Linked DNA regions of Mus musculus: regions 2 and 3 are each linked to region 1. A link is a contact called in public Hi-C data. All regions are on one chromosome and are shown on one strand. The core of a region is the stretch at or near the end of the contact, and the rest is flanking DNA. Distances in the headings are between cores, read along the strand shown. Region 1 has its middle 7.0 kb from the start of Gm39834. Region 2 has its middle 48 kb from the start of Gm13582. Region 3 has its middle 56 kb from the start of Gm39833.

What was found. Hi-C and Micro-C count contacts between places; a contact is called where the count stands out from the background.
Region 2: a contact with region 1 is called in a Hi-C map of the N1E-115 cell line, with 1.9 times the contacts expected there. The contact joins two enhancer-like sites. A contact is called at or near these places in 1 of 15 datasets of contacts at CTCF or cohesin (the NIH/3T3 cell line), 3 of 484 Hi-C or Micro-C datasets (the N1E-115 cell line, cortical neurons and nephron progenitors) and 1 of 115 datasets of contacts at active chromatin or transcription factors (embryonic fibroblasts).
Region 3: a Hi-C map of the N1E-115 cell line shows a contact between it and region 1, with 3 times the contacts expected there. The contact joins two enhancer-like sites. A contact is called at or near these places in 2 of 484 Hi-C or Micro-C datasets (the N1E-115 cell line and nephron progenitors).

Annotation. Positions count from the first base shown.
Region 1 is chr2:61,375,225-61,379,841 of GRCm38.p6, forward strand. No RefSeq gene overlaps it. Among named protein-coding and RNA genes, the nearest start is that of Gm39834, 7.0 kb to the left of the region's middle. Within about 2 kb of position 2,072, at least 11 of the 459 cell types and tissues checked have an H3K27ac peak or open chromatin away from gene starts, as enhancers often do. A contact at or near this core is called in the N1E-115 cell line, where this site is marked.
Region 2 is chr2:61,020,419-61,025,035 of GRCm38.p6, forward strand. No RefSeq gene overlaps it. Among named protein-coding and RNA genes, the nearest start is that of Gm13582, 48 kb to the left of the region's middle. Within about 2 kb of position 2,528, at least 4 of the 459 cell types and tissues checked have an H3K27ac peak or open chromatin away from gene starts, as enhancers often do. A contact at or near this core is called in the N1E-115 cell line, where this site is marked.
Region 3 is chr2:61,068,945-61,073,561 of GRCm38.p6, forward strand. No RefSeq gene overlaps it. Among named protein-coding and RNA genes, the nearest start is that of Gm39833, 56 kb to the right of the region's middle. Within about 2 kb of position 2,282, at least 17 of the 459 cell types and tissues checked have an H3K27ac peak or open chromatin away from gene starts, as enhancers often do. A contact at or near this core is called in the N1E-115 cell line, where this site is marked.

The DNA of each region.
Region 1 (4,617 bases), core at 822-3,321:
AATGCATGCACGTAGCCTAACCACTCACACACACCCAATGAAAATAAATATTTTGTTTAAAAAAACAAACAAACAAAAACAAAATCCTGTTGTATGGTTACAGACGCATGAGACTCTTCCAAATCTCTTTTTCATGATCTTCCTACAAGTGTGCTGAGCGGGATGAGTTGGAGAAGTCTTCTGTTTGGGATTTTGCTTTGAACTCTGTGTTTTGATTTAAGATTGGGTTAGGAAGCAGGGATGGCAGTGCTCTGCTGAAAGAACAGGGTGCTGTGTTTGCTAGATTGCAAGGATACCTTGGCATCTGTAAAGTCAGCCTGCTTTTTTTCTATATCCCATAGCACTTTAGTCTCTACCTGCAAGATACTCATCTGTCACATGAAATTATGGTAACCAAAGATAGCACTGAAACAATCTGAGGAGGAAAAAAAAAAGTCTGCCGTTATCTCACAGCAGGTATATTCGATGTTTTTCTCTTGGGCGAATTTGAGATAACATATATGAACATGGTTTCAAAGCTGTAAAGTGCTCCTTCAGTATGCTTTGTTGCCATTGCATGGTTGGGATGACGTTGGTCAAGAAAGAAGACTTGTGATTGAACCACAGTTTGGGGCTCCGGAGCTCACTTCTGATTTCAGATTTGAGATTTATTAATTTGCCACTTATTAATTATTCAAAGGCCATACTGTTCTTTCGTTTTCCTTCTTCAATGTTATATCAGAACAAAGACTCATATAGGTTTAATGTAAAAATCAACATAGCCAGAAGTTAAACTTGGGGGCGGGCATTAATAGTAGGAGATATTTAAGGGTGTGCCTGAAATTCAAGGACATTTTGCGTCATTATCAGACACAGAGAATGGAAGACACTCAGAGATTAAGTCCTGAGTAAAAATATAAAACTGGTCCCCTCTGGAAATCAGTCTGGTGGTTCCTCAGAAAATTGGACATAGTACTACAGGAGGATCCCGCAATACCTCTCCTGGGCATATATCCAGAAGATGTCCCAACCGGTAAGAAGAACACATGCTCCACTATGTTCATAGCAGCCTTTTTTATAATAGCCAGAAGCTGGAAAGAACCCAGATGCCCCTCAACAGAGGAATGGATACAGAAAATGTGGTACATTTACACAATGGAATACTACTCAGCTATTAAAAAAATGAATTTATGAAATTCCTAGGCAAATGGATGGACCTGGAGGGTATCATCCTGAGTGAAGTAACCCAATCACAAAGGAACTCACACAATATGTACTCACTGATAAGTGGATATTAGCCCAGAAACTTAGGATACCCAAGATATAAGATACAACTTGCCAAACGCATGAAATTCAAGAAGAATGAAGACCAAAGTGTGAACACTTTACCCTTTCTTAGAAATGGGAACAAAACACCCATAGAAGGAGTTACAGAGACAAAATTTGGAGCTGTGATGAAAGGATGGACCATCTAGTGATTGCCATATGCAGGGATCCATCCCATAATCAGCTTCCAAATGCTGACACCATTGCATACACTAGCAAGATTTTGCTGAAAGGACCCAGATATAGCTCTCTCTTGTGAGACTATGCCGGGGCCTAGCAAACACAGAAGTGGATGATCACAGTCAGCTATTGGATGGGTCACACGGCCCCTAATGGAGGAGCTAGAGAAATTACCCAAGGAGTTAAAGGGAACTGCAACCCTATAGGTGGAACAACAATATGAACTAACCAGTACCCGGGAGCTCTTGTCTTTAGCTGCATATGTATCAAAAGATGGCCTAGTTGGCCATCACTGCAAAGAGAGGCCCATTGGACTTGCAAACTTTATATGCCCCAGTACGGGGGAACGCCAGGGCCAAAAAGGGGGAGTGGGTGGGTAGGGGATTGGGGGGGGGTGGGTATGGGGGACCTTTGGGATAGCATTGAAAATGTAAACGAGGAAAATACCTAATTAAAAAATATATATATAGTCTTTATTATTCAATTTAAAAGAAAAAAAAACTGGTCCGAGTTTGTGCTTCTCCCAGCTGACCGCTAGATTACCTCTTTGAACCTCTCTCCACATCTGAAGGAGCCTGATTACAACCACAGCCTGATGGTTCAAGGGCCTCTAGTAGGCCCCACATGTGGTTAGCCCATCTAGAAGTTTACAACATTGATGGTCGCTTTATCTTTAGATTCTTAGGATCTTACAAAATGATGGTGTCTCTCAGTACGATGAGCAAAATTGATGTGTTTTGAGTGCTTACGTGTAAGGAACCAATGGGCTCGCTACATATGAGTACACACACACACATACACACACACACACACACACACACACACACACACACACACACACACACACACTTCACTTTGATTCTTTTCACTTTTCAAAACACCAGAGCAGACAAACCGATGCTAAAGAGGTAATCTGTACAGCAACCCCTCAGACTAGAAAGGAAGCTGGTACTGCCGTTTCGTTCCAGCCACACAGATAACATTCAAGCTCTTAATGGAATGAAAACACATTACTGTCTGAAAGGAGGGTGGTGGCAGGGATAATGACAGAGAGTCAGTTTCCCCTCCTGAGAATGTCCATGTTGGGAAGACATGGTCTGCTCAAGCCTGGCTCCTCTTTGCACCGTGAGTTAGAACGCACCGATTTTCCTAAGGATTCTCTGACCTCATGGAGTTGCTCCCAAACCCATGACTCACTCCACACGCCCTGCACATCTTTTGTCTCACCATCAACTCAGAGCAATTGGAAGAGACTCAGAGATTCAATTCTGAAAAACAAACCTCATCATAATGGGAAATCCAATTAGCTCTAGATACAGTAGCTGCATCGGAGAAGAAACCACTGTAATTCTGCCTTCTGCAAAAATGGTTTAGCCGTTCATTAGGTAGCCCGTCAAAAATTAAACAACGCCAATTCTTTTTTTCTTGTCCTGATATCTAGCATTATCTGGAGAATTATATTAGAAGACAGATTACTGATCTGCCTTGTAACTAGATGTAATTCCTGGAATCTTTGTTTTCCTTCCTGTTTTATCTTCTCTTGTATGTCTCAATGTGCGGGAAAGTAATTATCTCTGGGGAGGCCAGGCTGCACTCCTGTTCATCTGTTTGGGGAGGGTAAAAATGATGATGTAGATAATGTTGATATCATTTTTAGCTTTGCTAAGTGAAAAGTGATATTAAACAGCGATATTATCATGCTTACTCTCTCAGATGCTTTGTGAAAGAAATAAAAAGAAAAAGTGATTGTTATCTGCTTACAGGAAGGGAAGCTGAAACCACATGACTTGCTTAATGTCTCAAATGAGATTATTGGTAGAGGTAGAAGTAGAAACCCAGCTAAGTGTTCGGCCTCGGAACGAGGACTTGCCATGTTGGCGAAGCTGGCACTCCCTGGGTTTCTCTACACACCTTGGGGTTTTTATTATGACTTTTTACAGATTTGACTTAGTCACATTTGATAAAAATCAATGTCTTTACTACAGCATTATGAAGTATAGAAAGATGCCTGGGATGTAATTTCTGCCCTCAAATGGAATCAAAGGACATGATAAATACAAAACAGCAATAATAGCTAGCATATGACAGAGACAAGAAAATTGTGTTAAAGCCTTTTGCAAGTCAGTAAAATGTGTATGTGTCTGTACTCAGAGTATATGTGTGTAGCATGTTTAGACGATGTCTCCTTTGGTTGGTAGTAAAGGAAAATAAAGGGAAGTAATTAGAAAAGAGAAGGAGGAAGGATCTCCCTTCTTGTAGTTTTCTTGGAGTTAGCTTGTCTTGCCCCAAGGTAAGATTCACAGTCACGAGCTCCTCTGCGGCTTCTGTGGGTCTGCAGTACGATTCTGCAACCTGCAGCTTCAGAGTTGCACATTAGGGAACAGCTTGATGATCTCACCACTCCCCAGTTTCAACGAAGAGACAACTGACTTAGATATGGACAACGCAGGAGTCTACAGAAGATGAGCATCAACAGCTCTAGCAGGTTACCAGCAGGGGGCTGGAAAAGAAAAACAGAAAGAGAGATTTCCGTAAGCAACCAAGCTGGCCTTTGTACAGCCTAGGTGCACTTGGGCACAGGTCACCTGAGTGCCTCAAAAAAAATCAGACTGAGAGCACCCCCACACCAACTGTCTACTTCCTACATTTCCTCCGGCCCTCACGTTATGTGGCATTTGGGGCACAGCTGCTTTCATTTTGCATTTATGAATAATTTGAGACTATATTTAGGTATTTCCAGTCATTAGGTACCTACATTTCTGTATACAGCTTGAAGATTTTTATCTTTTTTTTTTCAGAATTCAAGAAATTTATGAGAAAGAAAGCTCTTAATATTAGGTCACTTAGTCAATTACCGCTTTTCCTGCCTAATGCAAGACTATTCCCTAAAGCCCTGTTTCTAGCTCTCTGTTGCCTATTTTTAAATGTACTAACTGATGGTGATTCTGCCACTTCACTCAGGAGACCATTATCCTGGCTCCCCATCCTGGGTGTCAAGGGGTTTTCCCTGGTAATTAGCTGCATCTTGCTATTTCTCCTCTTTCCCATTATCCCTAGTTATCCATTCCCTTGTAACAATATTATTTCTTTCACATTGGTTCTATATTTTTAGATACTTTCCACAATTCTGTA
Region 2 (4,617 bases), core at 1,278-3,777, 350 kb before region 1:
TTGGAGAATGATGGGCTAATTTAGAGTGAATGAATTGATCAGTAGGTGGACTGTGGAGCTTGAGTTAGTCAGAGGTTGGTCTTGCTATTGTGGGATTTGTCAACATCCTTAACTAGACAAACAGCTGGTATAATCTTATCTTTACCTCAATGGCCAGCAGAGTTGCCACTGAATTTTTTTATTCAGCATCTTACCTAGGAACATATGTTTCAGAATGAGCAGCTTCGACACAATGCATGCTTACCTTGCTTATCATGAATGTCATAGTTTAGGCTTTGTAAGTCTTGCTACAGTATTGCAGATTAGGGCTTTTATTTGACTTCACAGATTCCCCACTGTAGCCCACTACAGGATAGCGTTTGTTGTTATTTTGCTTAATCAGACACCCTTCCTGATGGAGGGACACTTATGTTGGTTGGATTTGGCCTCTCCTGATCTGCCCTGCTCTTTGAGAGGCCGGCTGTACTTGTGAAGTGAGTTTTCTGCGGTAGTGATTTTATCTCTTTAGTCAATGGGCCTTCTTGTTCTCTTTGTTGAATGATCACTTGCTGAAGTATGTGTCATGACAGCAGCTGTGTGGCAACAATCACGACTCTAGGGATCACACATTTGGCTTCTACAACACTAATAAAATATGCAGACAGGGATTGCTATAAAAGTTTACAAGGCACTTCAAAACAAAATATTAGACTTCAAATCTGGGCCATCACGACAAGTCTCATCCTCAGAATCTTTTAAGATCAGCAAGTGACTTTCTTCTTAACTCAGATATGGATTATGTATCTTTGCCGGTGTCTACATAATCTGCTCCACATCTAGTGACTGTCATGGGCACTGATCTTAAAGATCAGGACTGCTCGTGAGCTATTTACAATCTTAAATCAAGTGAGAAGAAAGAAAATAACCAAGAGAGAAAGAATAAATGTACAGAGAAGTCGAAGGCAGTGAGTTTCAGAACATCTGGGGATCTTAGTCTGACATGTCTGCATGGGACCATGTACTTGAACAGTAGATTATACTGAGTGTGAGGTAGAAGGGTCAATGCAGCTTGCACTGTAAACCTGACTCACTGCAGATCTCCTCCTCTGAGGCTGGCTTTACACTTATAACCTTCAAGTCACTTAGAAAATAGGCCAGAGAAACACACACAAATGTGGTATCTAAATCTGGAAAGCTCCAAAGGTTTGGTGTGTGGGATTAAAGCCAGTACAGTGGTTAGCCTTCTTCCATCTTAACGCTTTTAAAGAGACACAAAGAGTGGGCTTTCTGTATATATACTAGAACGCTTAAGTGTGTTTTAGTTCTATCTTGATGAGTGTGGCAAATGTAATTACTCCGAGTCATGCTAATTGTGATGAACAACCTTCCTGAGCACCACTTTGCTTAACAATGGTCACATGAGACAAAACGCACTGTGAGAGTTCACATTTATCCCTAAGGATCCATCCTTGTCTGCCTCTATCAACTCAGGTCCACATGTACCATGGACCAGTGTCTTCGCTGATGTCCAATAAGACTTTAAGATTTCCTTAAGGCTGGAATCACCTAAAGATTTAATGAGAACAAAAGCTTCTGGGTTTTGCACCACGTTTTCTAAATTGGTTTTTCCTAATGTACCCTTCAAGTTCCTCAGCTTCCTCTGTTACTTTTATTGAAATGGGAGGAATACTGTTCTGCTTGACTTCATCCCTTTTAGATTTCCACCAGTTATAGTATTTTTTAAAAGAAATTTCCTAAGTTATCTCACATGCTGCCTAAGGAGCCGCCCTGTATTAAGTTCTTAATGGCAGTTTTTCCTTGTGCTTAGAAGTGGCAGCTTAATAAGGCAACTATATGGGTAAGTATTCAACACACTATATGATTGTTTTTTTTTTTTGATATGTGATAATTTGGGTCTTAAAAACAGGAAAAAATGTACAAGAAAGACATTTTAGAATTTAAGGGAAGAAAGGTATCATGAGACTGGAGTTCTAAATGAAGCTATCCTTTTAGACATTTCTATGTGTGGACATAAAATAAAAGAGTAAAAATGTCTGAGTAAATAAAATGACCATTATTGGACTTTCTCTGTGACTCAATAGACTTGTCTGGATTCTGTTACAAATGGCAGAAAACCAAATTAAGTGAATTTAGTGGCAGGTTTTGTTCCTGACTCACAGAACTAATGAGTCAAGTTGGTAGGTTCAGCAGATTCTGATGTGAGAGAGACCTCCGGGAAACCACATGCCTCCCCAGCTGTCTTACCCCTTATGTTCTCTTCATTTGAGGCCGGCTTTGCCCATTAATACGAAAGGATGCCCACAGCCAAGTCTAGGCCCAGAGCACACCAGTTTGTCCGGAAGAAGATCCAATTCGTTTCTTATAAATCAATCAAAACCCCATGGCTAGTTGAGATTCTGCCATCCTCGATCATCCCAGCTATCACGAGGATGCTGAGTATTTTAAACGTGGGGCACAGGAGTGTAGTTGAATCAGCCCCAGAATTCATATGAGAGTCAGGAGGGAAGGGGAGGCTGTTTTTAAAGGAAAAACTAGGGAGCTATTTTCAGCAAAGAAATCTGGGTCATGGGGTAAAACTACAGTTCTAGCAATCGGTGTGCCACTGGCTTCCATTTGTCCTCCCTGAACTCTGCTAAGGGAGTCTTTGGAATCTTCTCCTATACTTCAGTAAGACCTGTCTAAATTTACTGCTATCTTATACTCCAAGGGGTTTCTTCTTGCTCCTTCTCTATTTGTTATCATTTTCTTTCTTCTTTCTCCTTTTTTTTCCTGGCTTTTGACCTTTTCTCTCACTCTGGACCCAGAGATGGACAATAACCAGAACTTGTAGAATACAAATCCTCTGCTTAGTTTTTATTTAACCTTTTGGCACAGCCATCAAAGCCCTTGTCAAGCAAGCCTATGTGTTCAGCCACAGTGCAGAAGACAGCGCAGATTTAATGAAGAGGGCAGTGTCATGTGCTGGCTAAGCGGTAGCTGGAATCTGCTTGCCTGGACTTAAATCTTGCACTTACCGCTTGCCAGCTATGATTCTGAGCACGTGTCAAACTCTTCCATGACTCAGTATCTTCATCCCTCACATGAGATTCATTTTGTCTTTCCCATAGTGTGGCTCTGAAGATACAGCCACAATAAAGTCTCAGTGAGTTTTGTCAAGAAGTTGTTTTCACTCCAGTACTGGTGAGGTCTGCTGGTCTCTTCCTATCAGAGATAGATCTCTTTCCTGCCTTCCATAGAAATACTCATATCTCCAAAATGGGGTCCTCTGCATTATTTTCTTTGATAAAAATCTATACCAGGAAACTCTCCAGTTGGGGCCAGTCATGTACTTTACCTATCTGATCTACTTCCAGTTTTTCCAATTCCCTTTGATAATTACTACTGAGGACAGAAAGGCTTCTTCAGCATGGAACTGAAATTCTTGTCATGTTTGGAAAAGAAATGTAGAAGTTGAATTCATGAGCAAAGTTTTGGTGAGGTGAATTCAAGGTCAGGAGAAAAGTTGTTCTCTTGTCCACTGGTCTTTTTAAGTAATTTGTCAACAGATCTTGGCCACCTTAGGTCTGTGCCTGTATGCTAGACCCTATGCATGGTAGGAGGTACAGGGCTGTAGAAAACATGGGCACTAATGCTCCCATTGTTTTGTATTTCAGTTTTAGGTAAATAACAATCATTGCTACAGAAGGATCTGATTTAAAAAAATCTTTTGAAGAAAATTTATTACTTTCTTGCACCTAATGATTTTGCAGAGAAAATGGATAATCGCAACTCTAATAATTATTGTTTATTGCAGGCCAGTTCACATAAAGTATGAATACTTCATGAACCCTAAATCATTTAGCTCTGCTACCTTGGTCAGTACCATTGTGCGAGGAAGAGACTGAAATCTGAAAGGGCTCAGGTTTCTTGCCTAAGACCGTGCAGTTTCTAAATATGGATTTTGCACATATGCAGGTGAATAGGTTCTTGCTGGGCATATTCTTAGAGGAAAATCAGAAAATATGCTCAAAAATTAAATGATATAGAATTACATATCTCTTTGTCCTTGCTAATGCAATCACACTAGAAGAGTCATCATTTTGGAAACAGCTATATTTCAGATTCTTACACCATGGGATGGCACTCTCTTATACATTTCTTTACCCACAGACTTATTCAATAAACATTTATCAATTGTCCACTATGTTGGAAACCACATATGTCTCAGGTAAACAGAATACTGTTATTATTAGACTGTTGGTAAGACTTGAATGGCCTCCTGTGAGAATTAAAATATAGCATATTCTTTATTAAATTTATTTTTAGATCTATTTTTGAATGATCACCCAAAAAAACCTAGGAGAAGATAAGAACAGGCAAAATTTTTCCTAGCATTCTACCTGAGTTTTTCTAGAAGCAGAAAATCATCCTTTTTGGTTATTTCTTTTACTCTGCCCATATGTATGCATAATTTATCCTAGAAAAAAAAGAATTTCATAAGAGAACTTGGATCTAAAACTAGTTTAAGACAAATTGTGGTTGTTATCATTTCAAGTGTTACTTATTTCCAGAAGTTGTATTGAATTAGTTTGATTTTTGAAATTCATACAGAAGAGAACTTGTTTAAATTTCAAGATC
Region 3 (4,617 bases), core at 1,032-3,531, 310 kb before region 1:
ACTCTTTTTGGTGCATCTGCACACATAGACTATGCAGTTCCTCAAGATCCTGGCTCTTTGAGAGACTGAATAGGAGATGGTTACCTGTTGTGATTTTCATTTACTTTTTAAAATTGAAAATAACATTTTTCATATTATAATTAAAAAAACAATATTGTGAAAATTCATTTCTATCATTGAATTTTGATGGTGGTAGTTATAACACTACACATATTTAATTACCAGCCACAGAGTTATACATGTAAACTTTTAACTTTTTGGACTATCCCTTTATTGAATATAATCTGTTCAAAACTATTATGTAACTGTTATTGGTATATCTATTTATGCTTACAAAACATATGTTGTTATTTCCCATTTTATTGTGCAAAGTAGTCTACCAAGTCTTTAGCTTTTCAAATGTATCCTTTAAAAATACTGTAGATAAGTATTTGTGTGTGTGTGTGTGTGTGTGTGTGTGTGTGTGTGTGTGTATGTGTGTGTGTGTATGTGTGTGTGTGTGTACTGCTGGAGACCAAACCTAGAGCCTTGTATGTGCTAGGCAAGCACTTAACCACTGAGCTTTATTCTTATCTCCAATTAACTTTTTTCAAAGTATTGCTTCCAGTTATGTTTGTACAATTATTATTTTCAGATTTTGACTTTTCAGTATGCTTAGACTTTAGGAATTTTGACCAGTTTGTATTTCAGCATTTTGAATTATGCCCTTTGGCTGGTGGTGTCTGTGTGGTGTTTGGAATTATAGTTAGGCTCTTATACATACAAGGCAGACACTCCATCACTGAGTTATAGTGAATTAAGGTCCTTTGTATTGTGTCTTTTGAAATAATGGTCCAAATTCATCCTGGAGAAAGTGCCGTGTGCATTTGTGAAGAACATGCAGTAGAATGTGATAGTCCTGATGATGGGGTGGGGGATCCCGTAGGATCAATAGCATTGTTGAAATCTTTTATTTCCTTAGAAATTTGCTTTCTGTGCCTTTTAATCCATTGTTGAAAGTAAAATATTTAAGTCTTTAGCTCTTGTTGTTCAGTTGTCCATTTTGCTCTTCAGTTCCTGCCACAGTTTTTTGAGTGATGCTGTAGTTGATATGTATGTATTCATACTTATGTTAGTTCCTTGATTATTTGATACTCTTTAAAAATTAAACTTCTCCAGTATCTGAAAACATATATTGTATTAATTTGTTTCATTTGATATTAATATAATATATATATATATATATATATATATATATATATACACACATACATACATATATATATGTTTATTGTCAGCACAGTAAATCATATCATTTACATGTGACTCCAATTCATCTCCTATAAACAACTGAACCTTTTAGAAAAATCTAGGTTGAGAGTCTTTGCATTTTAATTTGGCTGTTGAAATCTTTCACATGTACTACTGCTGTTGCTATAGTTGGATGTACTTTTGCTTTCTCAGACTTTTATGTATGTTTAGTATCTACTTGTTCTTCTATTTTTTTATTAATCCCTTCAACACTAAATTAATATTTTTTAGTGTGGTATTTTAATTACTTTAACAATTCTTCCAAAATGTATTTTGTCCCCTTGGTGTTTCTCTGGGGGTTGTCATACACAACGTAACCTCCCATTCTTTGCTCATCCCAGCTTCAGTGTCCATCCCGCTAATGGAAATGCTCATCAAAGAAACAGATTTTAAATCCAATAACAGACTTCCAGTCTCCCTTTCACTCAGCTACTGTTTGATCTTGTTAATTGCTCTATTTTTGAATCTTGTCTTGAGTGGTTTGCGGGACGGTGTTCCGTCCTGCTCTTCCCCTACACAATCACGTACTCTTGTTCTGTCTTCTGTCACAGTTTCTTTTAGACATCAAAATATGGTTTGGGCCCAGCCCCCAGGGCTGCCTCTCCTGTCTTCCTTCATTACTCATTAGTTACTCCAGTTCACCGGAGACTGTAACTCATCTTTCCTCTGAACTTGAAGCTCCATAACAAATTTGCCTTCTTAGCATCCCCACTTTGGATGCTTAGTAGACGTCTACATTTTGCCACATTCAGAGATAGACGACCAAGCCTGCCATACCCTAGTTAACATTGTTAATACTAATCCAGTTTCTAACGGATGCTCAGGCTAAAAATCCTTGGAGGAACTCTTGCCTTGGTCCTCTCTGTCTGTCATGCTCCCTCACCCAGTGTATTAGCAAACATTGTCAGCTGTCTCCTTTCAGATTTATCTACAACTTAAACACTTCCTCAATTACCACTGCTCTTAGAACAGCCAGTGCATTCCTCTGTCTGGATTCCTGCAATTACCACCATCCCAGCTTCCTGCTACAGTGTATTCACAGAGCGAGTAGCCAGGGTGATGTTTTGAGAAAGTCAAGTGAATTTAGCTTGATTCCCACAGTTGGTATGTGAGTTCTGGTTCTTGGTAGAAGCCTCACTGGCCTCTCTCCGTCTCTGTTTCTGTCTCTCTGTCTCTGTCCCTGTCTCTGTCTCTCTGACACCCTCTCTGTCTTTCTCTGTGTCTCTCTGTCTCTGTCTCTGTCTCTCTGACACTCTCTCTGTCTCTCTGACACTCTCTCTGTTTCTCTCTGTGTTTCTCTGTCTCTGTCTCTCTCTCTCTCCCGGTAATGACTGCTTAGGTGTTTTCACAATAAAGTATCTGGACTTCTCTAGAATATAAATGACATTTCAAGAGATCAGGAAGGTAGAAGCTGTCTTTTTTAGTAATCTAATGTTGGAAGTTACATAGCACCCCTCTGTCAGGTTCATGAGCCAAGTTTTTAAATCTGACACTCATTTTAGGAGGGAAGAAATAGGCTTCTCCTCTTCAAAGGAGGATTGCTGTAAAGCTTCCAGATGTAAAACCTCCATGGGGTCTTCCCCAGATGCTTCTCCGGCCTCATTTTCTTCAATTTCCTCATTCCGTGCTTAACTTTTACCTTTACCATTCATAAACCATGACAGACAGGCATGTCGCCACCTCAGGGCCTGTGAGCTGCCTCTGCCTGGAAGGGGCTTTCTGGCTGACAGTCACATAGCTCTGTCACCTCTCCCATCTCTGCTCAAAGGTCAGCTCATCTTGAAAAAAATATCTTTTGCGCTTAGTTACAACAACACATTCCCTTTTACCTCTATTCCTGCCTTCTGTGCCTGTCTCTCCTTGTGGTTTGTGTCATTACATGACATGGGCTGCATCTTTTTTATTGGATTATTACCTTCATTCATAAGTGCCTCCTTTCAACTGAAAAGTTCCCAAAGAGAGCAGGGATCTGGTGTGTTTAGTTGACTCCTGTAACCCCCATGTCTTGAGTAACCCCCTTTTCTACTACCGATTTTTGGAACTATTGTTTTACATGACTGAAAACATTAACCTACTGTGTTTATAATTACACTGAGGGAATTTGTATCTACATCCATGTAGAAGAATCAGATGCTCAGGAAAGCAGTTGAGAAGTAGTGACCATGTGGGTGAACTTGGGTCAACTTCTTATTTTGAATGTTATCTTTTATCTTGTATATGTTTACCTAGCATTTTACCCAGAATTATAGTTACAGACCTCTGAATAACTTCTCAACATATAATTTGACTTCTTTATCCAATTTATTATTAGTAATTCATGATTCACCCAAGGCCTTTTGGACTGTTGTTAAATTGTAAATAGCAAACAAAACAACAAACAAACAAACAAAAACATCATAAAACAAAAAGCTATTATATACACATACTGCTTTTGTGCCTGAAAACTCCCTCTTCCCACAAACTTTTAGTGAGTGTGCTGTGAACAGTGCTTTGATAGACCAAATAAAGTAATTAGCTCCCCCAAAGTTGGAAGAGTTGTAGATATAGGTCCAGTTAGTAAAATGTCGTGATTCCATGAATCTCCATTGTAACTTACTTGATTTATTTTGCTTTTGCATCTATAATACATGTTTATGTATTAATTTGCTATTCTTTTTTAAGGTTTATTTTTATTTCATGTGCATTCCTGTCTTGCCTGCACATATGTCTGTGTGATGATGTCAAATCTATAAATGGAGTCACAGACAGCTGTGAGTCACCATGTAGTTGCTTGAAACTGAACTCAGGTCCTCTGGAAGAAGAGCTAGTGCTCCTAACCACTGAGCTATCTCTCCAGATCACTGAATTTGGTATTCTTAATATGTGCCTTCTTTAAAGTATTACTATTCTGCTTCTTTTGAGAAACCTTAAGGCCTTGTGCTTAGACTCAGTGATGACTCATGCGACCTTACTACTCTCTATCCAACTCTTTGTTAAGAGACATCCTTCTACTTATAGGAAACATTGGGAAATTTGTGTCTTAATTCTTCAGTGATATTGTATATCTTAGAATATCTTTGTATATTGTGTTTTCTATGGTATATACAATTATCCTTTTTTTGATAAAATTTGTGTCAAATTAAATGCTTTTGAGAGTAACATTCTGGCTTATATCATTTTGTTATCTGACTCTCCACTAGTTAAGGTGAATATATGATAAACCTATCATTGAAGGGTTATAAAGTGCATTTTAATATTAACCAGGTATTATTAAATTAGAGCCTGAAATATATGTGTGTATGCACTTATATTTCTAATAGTCTTGAGGATTTTTACTGCTCTACTTAA